2 separate regions of the Sus scrofa genome follow, and region 2 is linked to region 1. Evidence: chromatin contacts called from public promoter capture Hi-C data. All regions are on one chromosome and are shown on one strand. Each heading gives the region's core, a stretch centred on a gene start, on an enhancer-like site or on the middle of the called end of the contact. The rest is flanking DNA. Distances are from core to core; before and after follow the strand shown. Region 1 holds the start of ZFR (zinc finger RNA-binding protein). Region 2 holds the start of SUB1 (activated RNA polymerase II transcriptional coactivator p15).

Evidence for each region. Promoter capture Hi-C pulls out the DNA fragments that hold promoters and counts their contacts.
Region 2: a contact with region 1 is called in a promoter capture Hi-C map of fetal liver, with 3 times the contacts expected there. The contact joins the promoter of SUB1 here to the promoter of ZFR in region 1. A contact is called at or near these places in 3 of 5 promoter capture datasets (fetal liver, fetal skeletal muscle and liver), 2 of 47 Hi-C or Micro-C datasets (fibroblasts and heart right ventricle) and 2 of 2 datasets of contacts at active chromatin or transcription factors (alveolar macrophages and skeletal muscle).

The regions. Positions count from the first base shown.
Region 1 is chr16:18,653,678-18,660,840 of Sscrofa11.1, reverse strand. ZFR (zinc finger RNA-binding protein) reads left to right here and starts at 4,500. Exons shown (of 20, transcript XM_021076978.1): 1 at 4,500-4,653; 2 at 4,947-5,046. The coding sequence starts at 4,617. It overlaps LOC110257314 (a long non-coding RNA gene), which reads left to right and starts at 5,108. Exons shown (of 2, transcript XR_002339766.1): 1 at 5,108-7,163.
Region 2 is chr16:18,755,499-18,762,661 of Sscrofa11.1, reverse strand. SUB1 (activated RNA polymerase II transcriptional coactivator p15) reads right to left here and starts at 3,776. Exons shown (of 5, transcript XM_021076608.1): 1 at 3,648-3,776; 2 at 835-907. The coding sequence starts at 906.

The DNA.
Region 1 (7,163 bases), core at 3,251-5,750:
GGGCAGTGTTGCTCTAAGAATGTGGGCTCTAAACCAATATGCCCTTTAGTATCTCTCATTAATGATCATACCAAGTTCTAAGTCAGGTCACAGTGTCACTTGGACTCTTCTCTGATTTCCTAAATAGCTATTCCTTGTGGCTGCCTTGAGCTCTGAAGGTTCTTCAGATTCCAAAGACTATGTTACTGACACAAAGAAACCCTTACAACCCTGCTGCTGGGTGCTGACTTGGCAGCAGATTACATGGGCTAGAGTGTCAAGGGAGCTAGGAGGACTAAATTAGGTTGGCATTTGTGTATGTGCTTGGTACTGTGTTGGGTGGCCATTGGAGGAAGTTATCAAAGATACATGTATAAACCATAAAAACATTGCTCTCAGGAAATGAAGGACACAGGGCTAAGCTCATCTACCTCACAAACAGTTATTTAGTACCAACTATGCTCTTGCCATGGTCCTAGGTACTGGGGTTTTGATGGCAGATAAAATAGGCTTAGCTCCTGACCCCTATGAAACTTACTTTTTTTTTTAATGGTTGCACCCATAGCATATGGAAGTTTCCAGGCTAAGGATTGAATCCCAGCTGCAGCTGCAAGCTACACCACAGCTGTGGTAATGCTGGATCCTTTAACCCATCGTGCCAGGCCAGGGATCAAATCCATTCTTGGGAGACAACCCAAGCCACTATAGTTGGATTCTTAACCCACTGTGCTACAGCGGGAACTCCAGAACTTACATTTTTTCCTGGGGGAAAGAAAGATATTGAGCAAGAAATAACAAGTCTGGAGTTTCCATTGTGGCTCAGCATTTAACAAACCTGACTAGCATCCATGAGGATGCAGGTTCGATCCCTGGCCTCGATCAGTGGGTTAAGGATCCGGCATTGCTGTGAGCTGTGGTGTAGGTTGCAGATGCGGCTGAGATCCTGCGTTGCTGTGGCTGTGGCCAACAGTTACAGCTCTGATTAGATCCCTTGCCTGGGAACTTCCATATGCCACAGGTACGGCCCTGATCAAACCCAGGGATCAAACCCGCCTCCTCAGGGATACTAAGTCGGGTTCCTAACCTGCTGAGCCACAACAGGAATTCCTGGACCTCTACCTTTTTATTCCATTCGAGGCCTCAGTAGATTGATTGATGGTCTCCCACATTGGTGAGGACATCTACTGATTCAAATGCTAATCTCTTCCAAAGACACCCTCACAGACACACCCAGAAATAATATTTAACCAGCTATCTGAGCATTCCTTAGCTCGGTGAAGTTAACACATATGAATAAATGTTCACAGTAACAGTATTATTATTATTATTTTTTTTTTTTTATCTTTTTGCCATTTCTTGGGCCGCTCCCACGGCATATGGAGGTTCCCAGGCTAGGGGTCGAATCGGATCTGTAGCCGCCAGCCTACACTAGAGCCACAGCAACGCCGGATCCTTAATCCACTGAGCAAGGCCAGGGATCAAACCCGAAACCTCATGGTTCCTAGTTGGATTCGTTAAGCACTGTGCCATGATGGGAACTCCGAAACTCGTTGAGTTCTTAACCTGAGCCACAACAGGAACTCTGAGATTGTTCTTGTAAATTCCCTCTTTGTGGAGAGTACACCATAAACAATTTTCACTGATGCCACACCTACTCTGACCTCTAGGAACAGTTACAGAAGGAAAGAGGCACGCCTCCCTCTTTCCACTTACATGCCTGCTTATCAAGGTTTGCCTGCAGCCCTCTCCCATCCTCTAAATACCTGTCAAGCAACCAAGCATAAAACTGGCCTAAAAAGAATCTTCTTGGGCAGGTGATTAACACCTGTCTTGTCTCCTCCAGTCTTATTCAAACAGCCTAGTAACAGTGCCAATTTATCAAAACAATTACAGTCAGTGCCTCCAAGGCTTGATCCATGAAGCTCAAAGCAAATTACCTTTAAAATGCAGTTCTAGGAGTTCCCGTTGTGGCGCAGCGGTTAACAAATCCGACTAGGAACCATGAGGTTGCGGGTTCGATCCCTGCCCTTGTTCAGTGGGTTAACGATCCGGCGTTGTCGTGAGCTGTGGTGTAGGTTGCAGACTCAGCTCGGATCCAGCGTTGCTGTGGCTCTGGTGTAGGCCGGTGGCTGTGGCTCTGGTGTAGGCCGGTGGCTACAGCTCTGATTCGACCCCTAGCCTGGGAACCTCCATATGCCGTGGGAGTGGCCCAAGAAATAGCAAAAAAAGACAAAAAAATAAAAATAAAATAAAATAAATAAAATGCAGTTCTAAGGCCCTATGTGTAGGAGATATTTTTTCCTAGCAACACACTTGGAGCACAAATAAGTTTTGCCCTGGGAAACATCAGTGTTCTCAAAAACAATGACATGGATTTTTCTCAAAAATTCTACACTTCCTCTTTTTTGAAATGAATAAGGATAATTTAGATGGGACCTTAGAACTGTACCTTTGCATGAGGTATGGGGGAGCAGGATTGGTACAAATAAGAATTGAGGTATTGTTGGAGTTCCCATTGTGGCTCAGCGGAAACAAATCTGACTAGTATCCATGAGGACAAGAGATTGATCCCTTGCCTCCCTCAGTGAACTAAGGATCTGGAGTTGCTGTGAGCTGTGGTGCAGGCTGGCAGCTGCAGCACTGATTCAACCCATGTCCTGGGAACCTCCATATGCCATGGGTGTGGGCCTAGAAAGACAAAACAAAACACAAAACAACAAAAAAGAATTGAGGTATTTTTCTCTTCTGTCATAAGAAGGTGGGATAAGGCTCTAAACTTCGTGAGTGAGAGCTGTGGATTTTTTTTTTTTTTTTTTTTTTTTTTTGCTAGGCCCGGGGTACATGGAAGTTCCCCGCCTAGGGATACAGCCTATACCACAGCAGCAAATCCAAGCTGCTGCGGTGACAATCCTGGATCCTTAACTCACTGGCCCACAAGAGAACGCCATTTTGCGTTTCTTAAAATGCTCAGGTGAATAGCAGAGGCGCTGGGGTGATGGGCATGGATAGGGCAAGGAAGAGGTGAAATGGAGCACTTGGGCATTGATGGGAGGCAGGAAAGAGGTTGGGGGAGAAACAGTCAATCAGAGTGAGGGATTGCAAGAGGAAAAAGAAGGGTTGTAAATGCATAGGGAAAGTAAAGAGAAAACAGCGAGAAAGTAGAGGGAATAGACACATGCTTGCATGGGAGAGAATATCATTCCATTCCTACAATAAAAGATTTGGCACTCTTTCTTTTTTGTCTTTTCAGGGAGGCACCCGCAGCATGTGGAAGTTCCCAGGCTAGGGGTCCAATCAGAGTTGCAGCTTCCAGCCTACACCACAGCCACAGCAACGTGGGATCCAAGCTTCATCTGCAATCTACACCACAGTTCACTGCGAGGCTGGATCCCTAACCCACTGAGCAAGGCTAGGGAGCCAACCCGCGTCCTCATAGATACTAGCTCAGCCACATGCTGAGCCACAACAGGAACTCCAGAAAGATTTGGCACTCTCATGAAGGACTTCCATGATCCAGACTCCTTGTCCTCAACTCCATCAGACCAATTTCCTTGCTGCTCTTGAGCACCCCTGCCTTAGGACCCTCCATTTTGCTGTCTTTCCCCCAACCATTGACCAGATTTCTTCCTTCGCTTCCTTCAGGGTTCTACTTGATGGCTGTCCTAACCACATTCCACATAAAATAGCATCTTCCTCACTCTCTATCTTCTTTACCCTGCTTTATTCTTAAAGCTTCAATCACCAACGACATACTCATTATTTATTTGGCTATTGTCTAAATCTCCTCTCCCTACCCCAGAAGGTAAATTCGGTGTCAAGAGGGACTTTATTTTGCTCACTGCTCCATCTCCAGTACCCAGAACAGGGTCCCATGCTTAGGGGGCTCCATACTTTAGGAATGGGTGCCAGCCGGAGAAAAAAGGACGGAAGAGATGTGGTTGGGAGGGGTGTCCAACGCAAGAGCACACTTGCCTTTCTTTTCCTCTTTTTCTACTCCACATCTTATTTACTTATTTGTTTCATTGTTTTTTGGCCGCACATGGCGTTCCTGGAGGAGGGGTCGGATAAAAGCCGCGACCTAAGCCATCCTTTAAACTCCCTACACCAGCCGGGGATCGACCCTGCGTACTCGCGCTGCAGAGACACCAACGATCCCGATTTGCCACAGCGGGAACTCCTCCTTCCCCATTTTAAAGGCTAAGGACAAGAAGCGGGAATACGAGAAATAAGGAAGGATCCAAATTAGTTCAGCTCAAATCCTGATGATGGAAAGTTCATGGGAAGACCGAAAGGTGGAGAACAAATGCGCACGTAAAAGTGAAAGAAGTTTAAAGTAAGAGGGAAAGACTGGTAGACGTCACTCTCTCCGGTCACTCTCCCGGATTACCCCAAGGCTGGCCCACAGGGAGGCTCGCCTTCGTCTTTCACCGCGGGCACTCAGCCAGCCTAGGCTGAGGCCCGGCTAGCGCCCGCGGAGCCGCGAAGGCTTTAGGGACTACAGCTCCCAGAGTGCCGTGCGCGGGAGCGCCTGCGCAGTGCGGGGGGAGGCGGCGGTCTGTTCTCCGCTGAGGAGGAGCGGGGCAGAGGAGGGAGGCAGCGGGTGAGAGTTCAGAGTTCAGCAGCAGCAGCCCGAGCCCATGATTCCCATATGCCCTGTAGTTTCTTTCACCTATGGTGAGTATAATGTGCCCCGCCGGGGTCCCCGGCCGGCCCCTTCCCCGGCTCCGGGCGGCGGGGAGGCGCGGGGGTTGGGGCAGGCTCCGGGGAGGAGGCGGCGGCCGCCACCGGGGCGTGTGAGTGAGTGAGGGAGTGCGAGGCGGGAGGGGGAGGCGGCGCGGCCGCGGCCCGGCCCGGCGAGGGCGGCTTCTCACGGCGCCTCTCTCTCTCTCCCCTTCCCTCCCTCGGCGTCTCTGCCCCTCCGCGCCTCTCCTCCCGCCATGGGACCCGACTCTCCGTGCCCGCCGCAGTGCCCAGCCGGCTGGGGGAAGATGCCAAAATGGCGACCGGCAACTACTTTGGATTCACCCACAGCGGGGCGGCGGCGGCGGCGGCTGCGGCCCAGTATAGGTAACGGCTCCCCGCCCTCTCCCTTCTCTTCCCCTGTTCGCCCCTCCGCCCGGATCCCGCCGACACGACGCCCCCGCGCCCGCCCCGCCCGCCGACCCCGAGCCCCGGCCCGCGGCAGGCCAGCTCCGCGGTCTCTCCCGGCCGGCGGCGGCGGCAGCCCCGGTGGGGCGGGAGGGAGAGAGGGCCGAGGCTGCGGGCCCCGAAGGGCCGCCCGGGCCTTCGGCGGCCCCGCAGCTAAAATGGCCTCCCGCGGCCTCGGAGCCGAGCCGCCTCCCCCGCCCGGCGGGCAGCGGGAGGGAGCCGAGACCGCGGCCCCCCAGTCCCCGCCCCCGCCGGGCCGGTCCCCACCTCCGGGCCCCCACCCGCTGGGGGACGGAGAGGGTGGGCGAGGGAGCCTCGGGAAGAGTGCGAGTCGCACCGCCCGCCGGCCGCCTCCGCGCCGCCTCCCGCGCACCGGTCCTTGCCCGGTGCACGGGCCCCCGAGCCCAGATAACGTGTTGTTTTCTCGGGTACTTTCTCCTCCGTTCCGTGGCGTCCCTCGCTAACAAACTGCGGGTGTCACCTCATTCATTTGGTTCCTTTAGTTTTCCCTCCAAGGAGAGAGGTAAACGTACCAACCACCTGTGAATTGGGTGGTTGGTAGACTGGAAAAGATGTGTGAAGTTTCTAGTGCTGATAAATGAGTCCACAGCCTTGTTCTAGGTATTGCGTTTAGGCTCCAGGTGGGCCAATAATTCCCCTTGACGCGTCTTTCCCCTCTGGGGAAAAGAAAAGTGCAAGGGAGGTGCTGAGTTAGTGAGATGCATCATCTGAAATCTCTACCTTAAGGGAAGCTTTAATTTCTGAAGTGTCTATTTCGCTGTATATCTTAACAAGAGTAAGAAAAACACTAGATTGTGTTGTTATTGTTACTTTTGAGTCAGTCTGGGACAGTCTCTTTAGACTCAGGCCTTAAGCGTACTGTGATCAGTTTTTTATATCGAGAGATTATTATATTAGATATCTGTGTGTACCAGGTAAATTAGCTATTGGTCAAACCCAGATAGTTTTATCTCCTTCACTTGGGGTGGCAAGCTATCCAATGGAAATGGTTATCATTGGGAACCTGAAGACCTGGGTTCCAGTCTTTCTCCTCCTGATTTTATGATTTTGAGGACATCTCTTATTTGGACTTTCATTTTTCTCATCTGTAAATTGGGCTGTTTTGGGGGGCTAAAACTTGTAATTCTGAGGAGTAGAGTTGCCATATTTCATGGAATTTATAAGATGCCATTTATTGTAAGGGAGGGGTATCATTATTTTACGTGTTCCTAAAAAACACTACCGATTAAAATATGACTCTGCTTAAGACCCCATTGATTTTTAAGAGATGATAAAATATATAAATATGTATTTTATTGATGAATTTGGTATTTTACTAATTGTTGAATGCCTTGAACACATGTGGCATTTTTTACAAGTCTCTTTTACCTTGAAGTTTATTTTCGGAAAACGGACTGAGATGACAAATTATTGGGGCAAAATTTTGGGGCTTTTCAGACATGAAAAAATCCTTTGCTTACAAGTTGTGATAATTAAACATCTAACACAGTCTCAGCTACTTTGATAAAAAGCTGATAATTTTTGTGGAGAGAGAGGAAAAAAGCCATTTTCTGGGAAACAAGAGCTAGCTAATCAGCATCTGTACCATAAATCTATGGCTACTAAGTATTGTGTGTTCTAGACGAGGCTGTATTTAACCACTTACATTTTAATTGTTTTACACAGTATTTTTCTGTTACTATGGGCAGAGTGATAGATTTGTTTGATTACTGTTTACTGAAAATGCAACAGGATTGTTCTTTGTGGCAGTTCTGAAATATTTTTTCTAATGTAGTCCTATAGATAGAAATGAGGGGGAGGAAATGCCAATTTAAAGATAATCATTTTTTGATAAAATATTTGCATGTATGTATTTTATCCTAATATAAGAAGCTATTGCAGATTTTCTGTGCCTAGTTTCTCCTTAGCTTTGAATCGCAAAGTTTCAGTAAACTGTAATGGCAATTCAAAATATTAAGTTGCTTGTTATGTGTATGTCTAATGAGAAAAGACCAGTCTTTTGACATTACTTATTT
Region 2 (7,163 bases), core at 2,527-5,026, 100 kb before region 1:
ACTCTGACATTTCCTCCTCAAATATAACTGCATATTCTTTGAAGCTTTTCAACCTTCCACGTGATACTTTATTTTCCTATAAAAAGTCCATCTCCTCCAAGATTCTCATATAAGCTCTCTTTTCTTCTAACACTGCTAACTGAGCTCAGGGACACAACTGTGTAAGCTTCAAGGAGATAAAGGACAGTGAGATGCTCAGTTAAGCAGATGCACAGTTAAGTTTATAGCATATCTGTTATCTAATGCAGAAAAAGCCTAGTCTATCAAAATGGGTAATTTCATGTTAGCTTTGCTGAGTGCTGATCTAACTAAAAGGAGGAGACCAGAGTAAATAACATTCTAATTTAAAATGTACCAAGCCTCCATTTTATGTAATCCCCGGAGGCAGAATAAACATCAAGGCTGAGAAGCCTATCAAACTGACATCTGCTTTCCAGGAGTTCAGATAATTTGGCTCAACTACTACACAGAATACCTAGAGACTAGGCAGACTACTAGATAATGGCAAGTAATGGCTTTGGCCTAATTCTAGCGCTTTTCCTCCAGGGTCTAAGGCAGTGGTCCTGCAGCTTTAGGGCTCCTAAAAACCTCAGCAGGAGACTTGTTAAAGTCAGAAGACATGCGCAGGTCTGACCTAGGGGCTTGGCATGTGTGTATGATTAAAAACCCTAGGCACTTTAGTCAAACGATCCAGGAGCCACCTGCTCTTTCAGAAACACCTATCCAGGCACTCGGTTTTAAGACTCTAACATGCTTTGCAGTTCTTCAGAACTGGAGGTGAGCAATACTGCTGAATTAATTATCACAAAAGTGACATGGTAGAGGTATAGTCACCTTTTTGTCAACTTCACTGTCAGAATCGCTGCCAGAAGAGCTTGAAGAAACAAGTTCCTTTGACTTCGGCATTCTGAAAGGAAAATACATTATGTAAGTAATTTACAAATTGTTCCATTACCTTCAACATAACTCTCCCCCAATTAGATTCCAGATGCTCCAAAATTCATTCTACCATTTTGTGGTACTGGAATTGTTACACTGAGGACAATGCTAGAAGTTATGTTCTTCCAAGTTGAAAATAACATGGCAGAGTGAAGTGCTCTGTATACAGCAAGAAGAACTAAATGTCATGTACATCTCATACTCCTACACCTCTCTCTTTCCCAAAGCCAGCGGGTCTTTTTATACTTCATTTTAGCAGGGTTAGATGTTTATGGATAGGGTAAATTGCAAGAAGGCAGCTGACAGCAATCCCTGCTAAAACCAGGAATATACATGAATAGTAATTTTCAGTACTGCTTTATACTTCCCATTGATGAGACTAAGTGTATGATCATTCACTGTGGGACTCCAACATACCAACAGCATGGCGAACTGTACTGTACAGATGTCGATATCTAGTTAAATTTTTACCATTATGATCCTATTTTTCATATTTTGTATATATTAATTTGGGGGGGGCTTTTTGACCATGCCATCAAAAGAGCAAGTACTGATTCAGAGTTGTACATAATTCACAGTTCATTACATTTTATACTGACTTTCTACTCTGGAGTATGACTAAAATTTGAAGACTCTGCTAATCAGAGGGGCAAAACCTTGCCTCAAATTCCTACTATGACCCTAGTTCCCAAGGCCCCCCAGACAGAGGTACATAAATCAGTGCCTTGCTTTCACATGCCTGAGAGCAAGGCACAGTCTTCTTCCTTTATGTTTCCCAAATTTCAAGCAATTCCAAGGCTTGCTGTACCTCTTTCCAAAGCACTATTACAAAAGTGGTAAAATGCTGGAGTTCCCGTCATGGCTCAGTGGTTAACGAATCCTACTAGGAACCATGAGGTTTTGGGTTCGATCCCTGGTCTTGCTCAGTGGGCTAAGGATCCGGCGTTGCCGTGAGCTGAGGTGTGGGTCGTAGACGCAGCTCGGATCCCTCCATGCTGTGCTCTTGCCTAGGCCGTAGGCCGGTGGCTACAGCTCTGATTACACCCCAGACCTGGGAACCTCCATATGCCGCGGGAGTGACTCAAGAACAGGCAAAAAGACCAAAAAAAAAAAAAAAAAAGTGGTAAAATGCTTACTTTCAAAACGAGTATCTTTTGTTCTCTCCATCTCTGAAAAGCCTGAGTCTTATTAATTTTTGTGTGCCATAAAGGGCCCAATGTACACAACACATACTGTAAATGGTTGCTGGATGAAAGATCACAAATAACGCAGCTCTCGACTAAACTTGCATTTGCACTGGCACTGAATGTGCCGCACAATAGGAGGTCAAGGTAAAAGAAATGGGCCATCCCCGGCCAGCACTAAATTCAAGAAGCTCAAACTATGCCCAACTCAGCCTTACTGCTTTTAACTGGCAATTTCTTGATGACAGGAGGAGTAAATTCAGAAGGGAGCAGCAACATTCATAAAACCACGTTGTATACATGAGTCCTGTTAGTGCCCCACTTTACAACCTAATCTCCAAAATCAATCTTGTTGTTTTTTATGCTAGTTGCGATTAATGCCCAAGAAACATTTTTTAAGGTAATTAAATTGAACATAATCTATATTTCACTTTAAAACGGTCAAGCATAACTATACCATCTGTTCGTTAAAGGTACCTGGGGGCCTAAGACCATTTCAAAGAACCACCTCGTGTCTAACCCAAGTCAGTCCATCCGACACGAAGAGAAGGCAATGGTAACTAAAGCCAGCCTCTTTGAACTTCTAACAAAATACATTTTAATTTTTACTGAATAAGCCTTTACTGTTCGAGGTAAAAAAGGGGGCGGGGCAGGCTCCTCCTGAAGGCAAAAATGATACGAAAAGCGCCGGTATAGAACATACACAAAACACAACCTAAAAATCAATCTTCTATCTTTGATGAAGGCATGGGGGAGGGAGCATTAGAAAAGACGAGGTGAAAATAAACTAGGACCAAAGGACAGACGAATTCGGTACAACACGAGGGTGATAAACACTAAAACGGAGAAGGGGGGGTCTCACAAGACCAAGAACCTCGGGACAGGCAACGACTTGGGCGAGGGGAGGCAGGTTGGTCGGAGGGGGCGTGGGAAGCAGCGAAATGCGGAGGAGACGGTGTGGGAAGAGGAGGGACTTGCACCAAGCGCCATTTTCTTCTCTCGAAGCGCTCGCTACCCCCCAGCAAACCAGCCGTCCCCTGCCACCCCAGTCTCTACTGCCGCCCCCTGGGTTCTCCTCCGCCCTGGCCCACTCTCCCTCACCCCTGGAGGGCCCCCCCAATCCTGGGGGCAGGGGTGGGGGCACCAGAGAGGCCTAGGGCAAGCGCAGGCCCCGCACGCGCCCCCGCCCGAGCCCAGGCCGCCGCATTGTCCCGGGGGCGCCCCGGCCCCCTCCCCGCGGCTCCTCGCCCCGGCCCGGCCGTGTCCAGCCGCCCCAGGCCGCTGTCCCCGGGTGCCACCTCCAGGCGCCGAGGGGCCTGCACCGCGTGAGGCGCGGGGTCGGGTACAGAAGAGAGGGTCAGGGGAGGCGGAGGAGGAGAAGCTGGAGATCGGGCACCGCCGCCATTTCCCGCTGCCGTCGCGGACGAGAGGGAACGAGGGGAGGTAGTAAGCGGTTGGGCTGAGGGGGTGGGGGTCGGCCAGGTCGGGGTTTCGAAGGAGGAGGACCGGGACCCGAGTACTCACGCTCCGCTCGGGTAGGCGAACCACCTCCTGCTGGCTCGCTTGCTCTCGACTGACAGAGAACCGGAACTGACGGCAGCTAAGAGTCTCCGGCCCCGCCCCGCTGGGACCGCGGACACGTGATGGGGCGTGGCCTCCCCGCGGAAACCAACACCGAGACCCTTTCCAGGGCTTTAAAGGGACCTCCCCTGGTCCTGAACCGATGCCGTTAAAAGTGAGATGCAGCCAAGACTGGATCAGACCTGTGAGGGAACGAGGGAATGAATAAAACAAGAATGACAAGCACCGAGCTTTGCATTTGTTTAATAAATGTTTTCTTGTATTAAAATGAAATGTCCATACATGACCCTGGCTGGTAAAATTCAAAGGGAAGAAGCCAAACTCACAGCATTTAATTCCAGAAAGTGGGGAAAGGAAAAAAAAAAAAAAAACTTTGCAGACCTCTTCGGTCACATACACATCCTTAATACCTAAACTGAATCCTGGAGGTGTATGGTAGTTCACAGAAGGCAAGAGAAATCCATACTACAAGCAGGAACACGGCCAATAGATTATTTGAATGAATATTTAATGAATGCCTACTATGGCCAAGAATATATATATATATATAAGCCAAGAATAAATATAAGCTCATATATGTACATGTATGTACATATATTTATTCTACACACATTTATCAAACACCTATGTTCCAGACACTGCAATGAGGCACTTAAATATTACTTATCCTAACAAGCACTTTCCAAAGTATGAATGATTATTCTCTCCATTTTGTAGATGAGGACATCAAGGATCAACAAGATGAAAGACATCTGCTGTAGGCTGTACAGGGAGTGTGTCATGACTCAAACCCTGCACTGCTGGAGTCACACTGGACGGACTGAGGAAGACTGAAAAAGCTCGAGCCCATTCCCAATCATGCAGTGTCAGGCTAGATGACCATTTTTAAAAAGAAAAAAAAAAAGTGTAGAATTCCTTTTATATGATGTTCCTACAAAGGCAAGAATAATACATGGGGATCTAGGTTAGGTTACCTTTCGGGAGTATCGCTTGGAGTGAGAGTGAAGGAACCTGCTGGAATGCTGAATATATCTTGGTCTGAGTGGTGGTTAGATTTTCACCTAATATCTGTGCGTTTTACAATACATAAAGATACATTTCGATGAGAAAATTGAAAAAGTCAAAAAGAAAAATGAGAAAATTGAACTGTTAAAAATATGAAATTGGAGTTCCCGTCATGGCTCAGTGATTAACGAATCCAACTAGGAACCATGAGGTTGCCAGTTCCATCCCTGGCCTCGCCCAGTAAGTAAAGGATCCAGCGTTGCTCTGAGCTGTGGTGTAGGTCGCAGAGGCAGCTCGGATCCCAAGTTGCTGTGGCTCTGGCGTAGTAGGCCAGCGGCTACAGCTCCGATTAGACCCTGGCCTGGGAGCCTCCACATGCTTCGGGTACAGCCCTAAAAAAGCAGAAAGACAAAAAAAAAAAAGAAAAAAAGAAAAGTAACTTACTCATTAACCACTGTTTCAGCGTTTGCCAGCCCAGAGTTTACACACCCAAAGATAGTTTGGAAAGGACCCCCACAAACTATGGCTAAGCTGACCAAAGTTCCCTTTGGGGCCAGTGGTGCCCTGAGGCTCTGTAGGGGGTGTCTGATTGGAATAAGCTCATATAGTGGAATAACTAGAGGATCACCTGGCAGCCTGGGCTCTGGGAGCCACGAATTCAGTTCTCTTTCAAAATCTGGATGCTAGTGGAGAAAGGACAGAGTTCAGGGTACTGGCTGGAGTCACTTAACACACAACCTCCCCTCCCTCTCATTTGAGATGGAAAGAGCTACAGTTCTCTTTACTTACATGGAGGAAACTGAGCAAAGGTCCTTTCCCGGTTTATTCACTCATTTAGTTAACATGTATTCAACACCACTACTGTATGCCAGCACTGCTCTAAGTGGTGGGAATTTAGGAAAGAATGAAACTGATAGGGTCACTCTAAACTCATAGAGCAGACAATAAGCAAGAAAAGTATTAAATAGAGATGGCAATCCAGATAAGTGCTATAAAAAATAAAAGAGGAGTTCCGATTGTGGCACAGCAGAAACAAATGTGAATAGTATCCATGAGGATGCAGCTTCCATCCCTGGTCTCGCTCAGTGGCTTAAAGATCTGACATTGCTGTGTGCTGTGATATAGGAGACACGGCTGGGATCCTGCGATGCTGCAGCTGTGGTGCAGGCTGGCAGCTGACGCTCCAATTCAACCCCTAGCCTGGGAACCTCCATATGCTGCAGGTGCAGCCCTAAAAAGCAAAAAAAGAAAAATGAAAGAAAATGAAAAAGAATAAAAGAAAAAGAGGATGCTGCAGTAGAGAGTTTTAGGGTGAGGTTAACTTAGATCTGAAAGAGGTGAAGTGGGAATATTTGGGCAGGGACTTTAATGAAAAGGGACAGCCAGGCTAAGATTTGAGTGCTGATGATTCCCAGCAGAGTATGAAATGTGTGCAAAGGCCGTAAGGTCTAGATGAGTCTGAAGAATAGAAGGTTCTCTTGATGTAGAATACCACTGGCGACCATAGGCTACACAGAGGCAGGAGCCACACAGCAGCTCCCCAGGCTCAGTGCCAAGGCTGCCCTAGCCCCCACACAGACTGGCTCTGCAAAGCTACCAAGCCCAGTTCCGGCCTTTCTCCAAGATCCAAGACAGCACCACTGTCTTCTCCTTCTCACCCATCGCTACTATGAATTAGCACCAAGGAATGCCACAGCCTCCCTCCAGCGGTGTCTGTGCCCAGAAAAAGAGATCTGTGCTAGGCAAGGGTTTGTTTTTTGAGGTATCACTGACACGAAATGGTGCAAGTCTCCGTGTAATCATCAAATGAAACCTGCAACCACAGATACTATGAAATTCCACAGAGATCTGAGCCTCTAGATTGGATGCTTAATGCGGAAACAGACTTAAGTTTGACCTAGGGGAGATGAAAGAGAACACTGGAGTGGGAGTAGAGAAAGACTGAGCTAGGAATGCCCACAAAATGAGTAAGGCACATTGAGAGCAGTCAATCCGGTCGGAGTCGAGAATTGGCGGAGAGGAAGAGGGCGATATAAAGATTGAGTTTTATGGGGTTCAGGGCAGGCAGCCCCAAAATACGCCACTTTGGCACATTGATTATATTGAATTAAAGTTACATAAGAAACTGCTGATACAAGAAGAATATCTGACCCTCCTTTGTCCCCTTGAAAGCAGGAAATAAATCTCCCATGTGCAAGGCACTCTCCCTGCATCGGAGATAGAACAGCATCCTTACCACCAGAGGCAGGGACCTCAAGGCCAGCAAGTCTATATAAACAAACTTTGTTATTTCTTGACTAATTTACTACAATGTCCCAAACGTTTTTGCCTTGTCGGTTCTTCATAAATGTATTGTTTCTTTGTCTAAAGAGTATGTATAAAAAAAACTCCACTGCTGGAGTTCCCGTTGTGGCTCAGCAGTTAACGAATCTGAATAGGAACCATGAGGTTGCG